Linked DNA regions of Mus musculus: region 1 is linked to region 2. A link is a contact called in public Hi-C data. All regions are on one chromosome and are shown on one strand. The core of a region is the stretch at or near the end of the contact, and the rest is flanking DNA. Distances in the headings are between cores, read along the strand shown.

What was found. A called contact is a pair of places that touch in the nucleus more often than the background predicts.
Region 1: a contact with region 2 is called in a Hi-C map of rod photoreceptor, with 2.8 times the contacts expected there. The contact joins the promoter of Pak7 here to the enhancer-like site in region 2. A contact is called at or near these places in 2 of 39 promoter capture datasets (embryonic stem cells and stem cell-derived epiblast-like cells), 4 of 484 Hi-C or Micro-C datasets (cerebral cortex, cortical neurons, nephron progenitors and 1 more), 1 of 115 datasets of contacts at active chromatin or transcription factors (embryonic stem cells) and 2 of 9 other capture datasets (adipose tissue and liver).

Annotation. Positions count from the first base shown.
Region 1 is chr2:136,384,331-136,389,671 of GRCm38.p6, forward strand. It overlaps Pak7 (p21 (RAC1) activated kinase 7), which reads right to left and starts at 3,637. Exons shown (of 10, transcript NM_172858.2): 1 at 3,324-3,637.
Region 2 is chr2:136,328,478-136,334,529 of GRCm38.p6, forward strand. All of the region lies in intron 1 of Pak7 (p21 (RAC1) activated kinase 7), which reads right to left. Among named protein-coding and RNA genes, the nearest start is that of Pak7, 56 kb to the right of the region's middle. Within about 2 kb of position 3,099, at least 4 of the 459 cell types and tissues checked have an H3K27ac peak or open chromatin away from gene starts, as enhancers often do. A contact at or near this core is called in rod photoreceptor, where this site is marked.

The sequences.
Region 1 (5,341 bases), core at 2,387-4,886, 56 kb after region 2:
AAGAAGAAGAAGAAGAAGAAGAAGAAGAAGAAGAAGAAGAAGAAGAAGAAGAAGAAGAAGAAGAAGAAGAGCTATAAACAGTTGAGATAACTCAGGAGGTAAAAGGTGTTTGTCATCAGACCTAATGACCTTAATTCAATCCTTGGAACATACATAGAGAAGGAGAAAAATTATTTCTGCTAGTTGGCCTCTGACATCTTCACATGTGCTACAACATGTACATACATCCCACACACAGAAACACATAGTACATACATATACACATACACATACACATATACATATACAAACATGCTTTATAAATACCACCCTCCATTGGATGGCCCTAAACCCATGAGTCTATAGGCAGCCCAAACTCTCTCTTGTCTCTCTCTGTGTCCCTGTATCTCTGTCTCTCTATGTTTCTATGTCTATCTCTATCCCTGTGTGTGTGTGTGTGTGTGTGTGTGTGTGTGTGTGTGAGAGAGAGAGAGAGAGAGAGAGAGAGAGAGAGAGAGAGAGAGAGAGAGCATAAATTTAGAAGGAACATGGAAGGATTTAGATAGAGGAGTGACAGAGTGAATAAGAAGAAAATACATTATGTGCATATAAGAAAGTCTCAAGGAGCTAATAAAATGTATATCTATAAATAAAAATAAATATATTAAAAAGAAGAAAAGGTGTAGGATTTTCATTTTTTTGCTGTTATGTTGTAGGTGTTGTTGATGATGATGTGTTTTGACTTAGTAATATAGCCCAAAAGGGAGAAGACGTATGAAATTCCTCAGCACGTATAGAAAGCCTAAGTCCCACTTTGTTTCAGTTTTCATGTAAGTGACTCATGGTGACGTGTCTATCACCCTTCCCTTCACTGTCACACTTGGGAACACAAAATTCAGATAAGTTAGTTACATTAAATATCCCATGCCAGCAGGGTTTTTGAACCCATACTATTCTTCATATTCTGAAACTTGATGGCATAGTATTGATCCTATCATTGTTATTAGAAAAGTTAGTAAAGTAAGTTAAATTTTCTCTCCCCTAAACTCAATGACAACCCTGAACTTGTCCATGTGACCTACTTTACAAGTCTGATCTTTGCAGTTGTAATTGAATTAAGACAAGGCTATAGTTAGCTCTAAATGATATAGGAACAGTGTCCTTACATAAAGACTGAAACATGGACAGGAGAACAGACACAGAGAGGAGAACACATGGACATGAAGGTAGAAACAGAATAACGTGATTGGGGTAAGGTATGTCTAAGACTATAAGAATCACCTTCTCCTAAGAGCATCAGAGGATTGCCATGCTAACACTGAGATATTAGACAGAAAATACCCAGATCTGCATCAATAAATTTCTACTTCTTTAAGCTACCAAGTTGGGGGTGTATGGCTATGTCAGTGCTAAGAAATAAAACAATTTGGAGTATTTCAGTAAAAGTAAATTGAATTTGACTTGCATAGCAAATACATATAACATGGGTTCCAAACACATACATGTCCTTCTCAAAGAGATTTCCCCATGCCCAGTTTCTTTGTATTATTATTAATGTCTACATCTATCCATTTATGTGGGCTTTGCTTTGTGAATCACAAGTCTTTGTTGCTGATACATTAAATCACTTCCACAAAATCCCACACCTAAATACGGAGGAACCAGAGTTCAAATTTAGCTTTATCTCATCACTAAAATGACACTGTATTCCAGAACATCTGTCTCTGGTGCCTGTCCATTGCAGCATATTCTGAGGATGTAGGAAAGGCATTGGCAACCTCGGCTTTCAATGCCTACAATCAAAACTCACGTTTGTTAATTAAATGATAAGTTGCAAGGACTGAGTACAATCAATCTCTTATTCACAGAGGAACACGAAGTTTATTCTACTACAAGTATTGTCAATGAACTTGCCATTAGCTTCTACAGCTTTCATTAGAAGTTCTGCTTTGCACACGTGTATTCAAAGTCAAGGTGTTATCAGATTGGACACTTATAGCTTTACTCTACTTAAATTCATTTCCCTCCTGCAGTCTCTGTTTCATTATCACAATACTGACTCATTCTTGCCACCTAAGGAGATCATAAGAATAAATAGTGTAAGTGCAGAGGAAAGTATCTAAACTTCATATTCACAGACAGATGCCCAGCCTGAAAAGATAAAACAGGGGATGAAGGTGTGTTCTAAATTTACCTTTCCTCCCTCTCAGGGGGCTATGCTGCTAATCATAACAGATACAACTGTAAGGTGTCACATCTGTTGTTGCAGAATGTCAACTTTAAGAAGGCTTGTGTAGGAGGGACTTCTTCAGGGAGTAATGTGTCCATCTGTAAATTAAAGATGCTGCCTTTACACCAAATGCCACAAGAGGGTCTCTGATGTTTTGTGAAGTACCTATTTCCCCAGAAGTGTATCCAGTTTTCCAAGTCGTTATCAATTATTGGCCAAGACATTTTTTTCTTTACTACTCTAATATTTAAAAGATCTGTTCAGTTCTTTGAAAGGTTAGGGCTCCCTTAATTGAGATATGAATGCTGGCAAATTAACTTCTACCCTATCACAATGGAAAGCTCCAGACACACTCGGTTTCAAAACGGATGCTCACATTTGTGCCCTAAACTGGACACTTGACAGTCCTGAGACTTTCCAAGTTTATCCTCTAGGAGACTGACATTGTACAGAATTTTAACCAGAGTTTGGAAGTGATATTCTCTTCCACATTCTGTCCACCAATGTTCACAAGCAGAAGTTCTTTCCCAATCCATTGCAACCCACTAAGCGAACAGAGACAAACAACAAAGGAAAACACAGTCCCATAAAGGTTCCGCTATTGCATCTGGTGGTCCACACCTGCTAAAAGACAAAAACCATATGGGAACCCTGCCCTGGCAATGCATCCAGCACTCCCTGGGAGCAGCAGGCACTGTCGTATCACCGGCAGGGCGTGCGCGAGTGCATACACAAAGAACTGCTGCTGGGCTTGCTAGCCTTTCGGGGTACCAGCAGACTCCTAGAGCTGGCATCCAGGGTGATCTCCTACGCCCTCCATCCTAGCATAAGAGCGCTATCCTTTATTTGACCGGTGAAGAGCCCAAGCTGGATGATATCGCAAAGATTGGGGGTTGGGGAGTGGGCGGACCCTGGATCCCTTGCCCATTCTCAGAGGTCCCCAGCCTTTGGCATCTCCTAGGAGATGCACAATCAATTGTGCTGTCATAGAGGTCTCCTTTCGCATCCTCTCTAGGCAAAGCCAGATGCCCGGTGTAGCAACCGTGCGCATCTTGGCAAGCGCCCCTTCTGGAGCCGCTACCCATAAGCCGACCTGCCCGGTGCTCCTGCCTACCTGGTGGCTGGCTGTCAGCAGAGAAGTCGCGGTACCTCATCTGCTTCTCCGCTGCTGCTACATCTGTTATATCGCTCCAAGCGCCATGTTCCTGCTCTCCACGGGCGCACGCCAGGGAACTACTACGGCTGGGAAGGGGCAAGGGGGGCGGGGGCTAGAGGAGGGGGTGGGGGCAGAGTCAAAGCTTTTTACTCTCCTCCCAAACCTCTCCCAGCTACTGAGCATGCCCAAGCCGCCTGGCTTCGCCCCTAGGAGGACTGTCCGCTGAGACCACTCAGCTGCTCCGGGTTTTAGGAGCAGCCCGCTGTAGGAAAGCTGTAGCAATTGAGGGGGGTGAAAGGGGGAGTGTGGAGGGAGTGTCTGCACGCCCGAGCTGGAGAAAACAGCCAATCGGATCACACTTTCCTTCTACCATCCCCCTGCGGGCTACTCCCGCATACCCCTCCCTGAACATCCCAGTTTGTCCAAATTTTCTATAGGACCTTTGCAAAGCCGCACTACATCAGTATGCTAGCTAGTCTCTTTAGCATCACCTGGTCCTGTGCTTCGCAAACTTTAATGAGCCTTTGATTTAAAATACAGATTTGGATTCAACTGCCTGGTCCTGAAAGTCCCCGTGCCATTCGGCTGGTCCTCTGAAAGGTCAGGAGGTGCAAGAATCCAGAAACATCTTCTATAACCTCTAATTGGTCATGGAGTCTTTAATCAGCAATGGACTTATCAGCCTAAGGAGTTACCTTCAGCTTTTGATGATAGCAGCGGTTCAAGGGAGGATGTCCCCTGGGATGTCATGCCTTTCCTGGAAAGAGGCTTTGTAGGGCACACACTGAAGACAGCATAAAACCATTAGTTTGATCTAGAATTAGGAGTTTCGGAGACGATGGGCTCTTGGATCAATTCACAATCGCTTTGATACTTGAGACTAGGAAACTCGTGCTCAGTCAGTTGACCTGTTGTTGACCTGTTGTCCAATTCAAGCCTGAACCAGTCTATCCTGACTGTCTACCTGTCTTCTCTGAGCCTGGGACAAAACCTGAGAGGTTCGATGTAATGTCAAGGCTGGGCTTGACAGTTGAGACTGACTGGTCTTTTGAGAGCAAAAGACCACAGGAGGTATCGGTAATATTGAGATTAGTCACTGCCCACATGAAACCAATCAATTCACAAAACCAACCAAGAGACTTTAATCTTGGTTTTGAGAGAGCCACATCCTTCTTCATCCTCAGAGATCTCTAGATTGTCCTTATGAGAATATAGTGTCTGATCCTATAACTGAATAAGTCGGTTATAAAACAGGGCCAGTTTGCTAGTGAATAGTAGATGCTTATCATCTCCTGTCCCCGTGGCTTATCTGTTCACACACTACTTTCACTGAAGTAACTTATATATCAAAACAGAATCATGGCAGGAGCTGGTGCTAAAGATATTGCCACAGCTGTTAAGAACTCATGTTGCCCATCCAGAGGTCCCAGGTTCAGTTGTATAGGGTGGGTCCGAGCTGTACGTGACTCTGACTCCAGTGGATCTCACACACTCCTCTGGTATCAGTGGTGCCTTTTTCCACCTGGTACACAAAGAAGCATCCAGACACATATATACACATAAAAATAAATCTTTAAAAAATAGATCACAGAACAGATAGATGGTCACTGTTCTCCACTGATGTTTCTAAGTGTGAAGGACATATGTATCTTGGCCTATCAAATCCTATTTTTCCCATTCATATGACTAAAGTCAATAAATTTATCAATGCTTGAAACTGCTCAAATAGCCCTACCTCACCTCTCACCAACTGGATTGCTGTCCCATGGCCATTGGCATAATATTTTCTATTCTTTACTTTCCCCTATGTGGACTTGGACAGATGCAAATGACAGGAAATATTTTATTAAGATGAAGTTTACTTGTAGTTTTAGTATCAATAAAAAGTGCACACACTGCCAAAGTGAACTATATAATCTGAATAATATAATTTTATATTATAATTATGCCATCATGAATAGCCATGAAACAACTGA
Region 2 (6,052 bases), core at 1,849-4,348:
AAAACACATGAAACTCAAGAATAAGGAAGACCACAGTGTGGACACTTCCATCCTTCTTAGAAGCAAGAATCAAATACCCATGGAAGGAGTTACAAAGACAAAGCTTGGAGCAGAGACTGAAGGCATGATCATCCAGAGACTGCCCCACCTGGGGATCTATCCCATAAACAACCACGAAACCCAGACACTATTGCAGATGCCAACAAGAGCTTGCTGAGAGGAGACTGATATAGCTGTCTTCTGAGAGGCTTTGCCAGTGCCTGACTAATACAGAAGTGGATGCTCACAGTCATCCATTAGATGGAGCAGAGTCCCCAATGAAGGAGCTAGAGAAAGTATCCAAGGAGTTTAAGGAGCCCTAGGAGGAGCAACAATATGAACTAACCAGTAATCCCAGAGCTCCCTGGGACTAAACCACCAATCAAAGAAAACACATGGAGAGACTCATGGCTCTAGCTGCATATGTAGCTGAGAATTGCCTAGTTGGTCATCAATGTGAGGAAAGGCCCTTGGTCCTGTGAAGGTTCTATGCCCCAGTATAGGGGAATGCCTGGGCCAGGAAGTGGGAGTGGATGGGTTGGGGATCAGGGGAAGGGGGAGAGGATAGGGGATTTTTTGGAAGGGAATCTAGGAAAGGGGATAACATTTGAAATGTAAATAAAGAAAATATCTAATAAAAAATTCATTTAAAAAAACCTCTAGCCATAACATTTGAGTACTTTCAAAATAACACAATTGGCAACATCCCATTATACAATGAGACTGAAGACTCACAAGGCTTGGATGTCACTAATACAGGGTAGCACATCCACTTCAATTAATATCCACCAGATATGTGAAAACATAGGTGAACAGGTGCACAACATAACCTACAAGGAGCATGGATCAGTTGGGGCTGAAGTAGGGCATATTTCCAAGTGTGGAGATGAAGATGTAGCTTATCTTTAATAGTGCAGTGAGTGTTAGATTTAGTCTGTCTGTGGAGGAAAACATGCCATAGAAAGTGACAGTGGAATTTTAACAGCTCCTCTTCATCTTTGCCAGGCTGCATAAGCACACAGGTGTCCCTGTGACAAGTTCGCCACTTTAGCCATCACAATTAAAAATACTTCTCTGCAAAACTGCCACAGGCTGAGGACAATGACATGATGTATCAACTCTTGTAGTAGCTCTGTCTCTGTCTCTGTCTCTGTCTCTGTCTCTGTCTCTCTGTCTCTGTCTCTGTCTCTCTCTGTCTCTCTCTCTCTCTCTCTCTCTCTCTCTCTCTCCTATCTCCTTTCTATTTTTTTGTTGTTTTCAGTGAAACTTTGAAGCCTTCCCCTCAAAACTGAAACTGACAATTGCAAACATAAGAGATTTAAGAGAACAAATGGTCCCACGCTTTCCTTCAAGGCCAGTTAGACAGGCTTAATGTACCTTTAGCTCAGCTGTGTGCTAGAAAGCAGATCTAAGGCATGGAATAAATTCAAATGCTTCAGTGAAGGTGATAGAATAGAATGACCTTACCTGTCCTCCAAATATCTGTCCACTTTCCCCACATATGCTAAGTTGTTTCAAGCCCCAACCAGGCATTCCCCATCTTATGTGGCCTCTGGTACTAAAATGAAATATAGAAGGAGGACTTCTTCTAAATGAGATGGGGTAAACGATATCATTGAGTGGGAGAATGTAGGACAAGGAGGCTGTGGGATGGTGTGATCCTACAGAGATGTATGAATGTGTCTTTTGAATTTTTTCTAAAGGGTAGGAGGAAACTGGGTTGGTGGGTAGAGAGGGCTAAAGATGTGAAGAGAATTTCTTTGTTAGGAGGAAAACTAAGACTATGTCATAACAATGGTGATGTAAGAAGAAGCTTAGTTAGAGTGAGGTCTTTGCAGATGCAGGACAGGTTGACAGTGGACATCACAAGAAGTTTTGGACTCACAAGGAACCAAGATAGTGCATTTTGAGCAAAAGGGATGAAGTCAGAGAATGGGGTACCAATGAAAGGATGATCATATGTCAGGCATGACTGTATCCAATTCTGCTAGCATCATTTTTCTTCCTAAAGCAAAGAGTGAGAACTTTCACTGAGACTGGGAATAGAAGTGGAGGCTGAATGGTGACTAATTAGGGATCAGCAGATCGAGTGGACGTGGAAACGTGCGCATGGTGTTCTGGATTTAATTCTCAGCAGTGGAAAAAAAGGTAAGAAAGAAATAAATGAACAGAAGGAAGGAAGGAAGGAAGGAAGGAAGGAAGGAAGGAAGGAAGGAAGGAAGGAAAGAAAGAAAGAAAGAAAGAAAGAAAGAAAGAAAGAAAGAAAGAAAGAAAGAAAGAAAGGGAAACAGAAACAAAAGGATTATTAAAAGGCACAGGGCAAAGTGTGTGGGAGGAAGATATAGGCAGATCTCTGTGAATTCAAAGCTAGCTTGATATACATAGAGTTCCAGGCCAGCTAGGGATACATAAGGAAACCCCACCCCTTTCGTTTAAAGACATAAAACTTCTAGGGAAAAAGAAAACCCAAGGGAAGATTTTTCATGGAAACCATTACAACAAAAGAATGCAGAAAAGATATAAATAAACATTCGACTGTTATGGTTAGAAAGTTCTAGACATTTTCTAGCCAACCCCACTTTATAGGTGAATGGCTGAGATTTAAAAGGGTGGGAAGGTTTGCTTAGCAGACACAGATATAATACAGACCTTTGGTCACTTTTCAATTGGGAATGCTATCCCTTTATGGTGGTTGAGCCACTTGAAATTGACATTGCAAAGTTATAAAAATGGTCAAGTGTTGCCAATTTCATGAATCTCAACTTATACACTCCAGTTCTCTCTTTTTTTTCAACTTTGTGCTAAGGAATAGGGATTTCAGGATAAACTATTGCCTACATATTCCTCCTTAAATTTTTAAATTTTATCCAGGAAATGTGTGCAGGGGCTGAGTAACAACAACAAAAATCTACTGAAACAGGAATTTGCCTCTAAGGAGTAATGATATTTAAAAAATTCAAAACAAAACAAAACAGGTCAGAGTGGCTGTCACAGTGTGGGCAGGATTATTGCCAACCCTCAAAGTAAGGTGACCCAGGAGGGGCATAAGTAGATTATGATTATAAACACAATGCTTACGGATAAAGATTTATGCTACTTAAGGGAAGCATGAGAATGGCTAGCAAGGTGTGGATCAAAACAAACCAGTTACACAGCTGGCAATGTTGAAGTCGCCACCACCCATTTCCCATAGGAGACTATCCCCACCTTCTTTAGAAGATGCTATTGGATCTCAATGACATTTGCAGGAAAGCACAGGTCCCACCTCTGAAATTCCTCATTTCTCAGATCTCAAGATTATAATTTGGCTTCTCATTAGGATATGACCTGAAAGAAAGGCTGTCCCCAACAAAGGACACATACATGAAATTCTTAGAGTTTGTGTTTCTATTGCACATTGATACATCAGCCCGTTGCCTTCCATACATCATTGTCTGTATTTTATGGTCATAGTTAATTTAAGTTCATATTTAAGAAATAATAAGGTAAATGATTACAGAAACATGGATATCCCTTGGCTCTGCCCCAGAGACTTTTCTCAGAGTCAGTGGAACTGCTCAGCTTGTGAGCATGAGAAGATGGAAGAACTGGAGTAAAGATCACAGAAGCAGCCTTTCACAAAAGAGAAGCGGATTGAAAATAACCTAACTTCCTCACTTCACAGTGGGTAAATGGAGGCATGCATTACCTTTCTGTGGTTCTTGGGAAAAGGGCTGCTTAATTTTATTTTATTTTTTTAGATTTTAATACAGTTACAATGTTACTCCCTTCTCCTTTTTCCCAATAAACTTCTCATATATCCCTCCCCACTCCCCATCAAATTCATGGCATTTTTCATTAATTATTATTGCACTCATATATGTATTTGTATATACATATATTTCCAAATATAACCACTGAGTCCGTATAACGCTTCTTTTGTGTATTATCTCCTATCAAGGCAATTTTTCCTTACAACAGAGAGAGGCTGCTATTGAAAATCACAATCAATTGCAATGCAGAGTTGCAGACCCCAGCCCCTTGGTTACATCTACAAGACACTTCTGCACTTAAGGCTTAGGGAATATTGAAGAAGATGGGCTGCTTGTGAGGAAGCTCAAGCTAAGAAAGTCAGTATTCTGAAAATCCATGTTCCTCACCCTTCAAAATCAAACCAGAGCCATAACAAAGATAAAGTAGAGAAAGTCACATATCTGGGTCTCTGAAGAAGCTGAGCTCCTATGAGTGCATATTCTCTGCCACAATGACAAAAGAGGTGTGGCTAAGCCATATATTGATCCCATAAGCTCTGTTATGCACAAGTGTTAACTGCATGGGAGTCAGCCAATTTCATCTTAATGTCTTCTCCCATCTGTCTGGAGGCCACTACTTTATAACTACATTTGATAGTGAACACGAGAAGGCCAAAGTCAACTGCATCTTAGATTGAAATGGATGAGTAGATGACTCACTCATAAAAACATACGAAAGGAGAGAACACAGTAGTAACAGAGACAAGAGAGGGGCAGCCAAAGAGAGGACAATTAATGGACTGCAGAGTTGGAGCCCTCAGTTACAGGTGGCTATCATATAATTGTCACAGCAGTGCTATAAGTTTAATGAAGTTCCATTTTGCAGCTGAAAAAGTCAGGCTTTAGATTAAGTCTAAAGTAAACATCAGTAAATCGTGGCATGTGTGAAGAATACAAGTCGGCTCTCTTGCTTTCGTCCCTCTATAGTACACTGAACATTATAGTACATTATGAACAGCTAGAAACAAAACCATCCTGAAGAAGTTATAGAGCACACACACACACACACACACACACACACACACACACACACAGAGGAGCAATTTTCAGACCTACTCACCTACAAATTTACAAATGCTGAGGCTGTAGCAAGGTTGAGAAAGTGCTAGTGGCTGAAGAGCCAGCCTGGAGGGAAGCCTATTCTTCACTGTATCATCTCTGGCACTGCAAACCTTCTCTACTAAGAAATAGAGAAGGAGAAACAGAGAGGGTCCCATTATTTCTCTTTAAAACTAAAGGGAAAAAACTGCAATTGGAGTCACTGGTTAAGCCTAATTATGGGATTTAAACCTGCTTACTATTTTAAGTCAATAAGTTTGCACGTCATTTTCCTAATATCAATAAGTAGACAAGAATATACTTAAAATAAACTAATGTTATAAGATATACTAAGAAACAAAGGACTGAAGGAAACAGAAAAGTGATACAATCTGAGGCATAGTGTCAAACCTCGGGGCAGGCAGGGCATCTCTGAGGCACTTCACAAAAGACTTCAAAAAAGAAGAAAGAGAAATGAAGGGTGTTCATTAGCTTTGGAAACATGGAAGTAGCTGCTTCCTTGATCAAATCAGGGGTGAAATCAAAGCCCAATTAGAGTAAGATAAAGAGTAGTGAATAGGATGCAGAATCATATGATTAAATCTTCCTCAAAATATTGACTAGAGAAAAGCCACAGAAATGTTGGTAAAATTAACAATGTCATGACAAGACCACTTGCTGACCCACTTCTCGGAAGGAAGACATCATTTATACATGCACAAGCATGGGAAACATCCTATGAAAAAGATTGAACACATGAAATAAAGATGTTCAAGTGGGTCTAGAATATAAGAAATTAGATCAGAATGGGATTTTCTACACCATGGCAACATAGGATGAGTCAGCTCTGCCCTGGGAGAAGATTTCTTGACATTCTATGTGCCTAACAATGAGGGAATTCATGACCAGTGCTTGCAGATAGAGTAACAGTTACCTCATAAATACATTTACATTCTCATGTCTAATTATGTGACTGTTAGTTAAACTATTAACAAAAATACTCCAATTGATTTAATATTTATTTTTAATGTAATGAGTTGAGATTTGAGCAATTTAAAAACAGATTTATTTATTTTTTAATGATGTGCATGTGAAGGGGGCACACAATGCAGGTGCCTCCTGAAGGTATTCCATTCTCTGAAACTAGGGTTACAGACAGTTGTGAGCCACCCAGTCATGGGGGA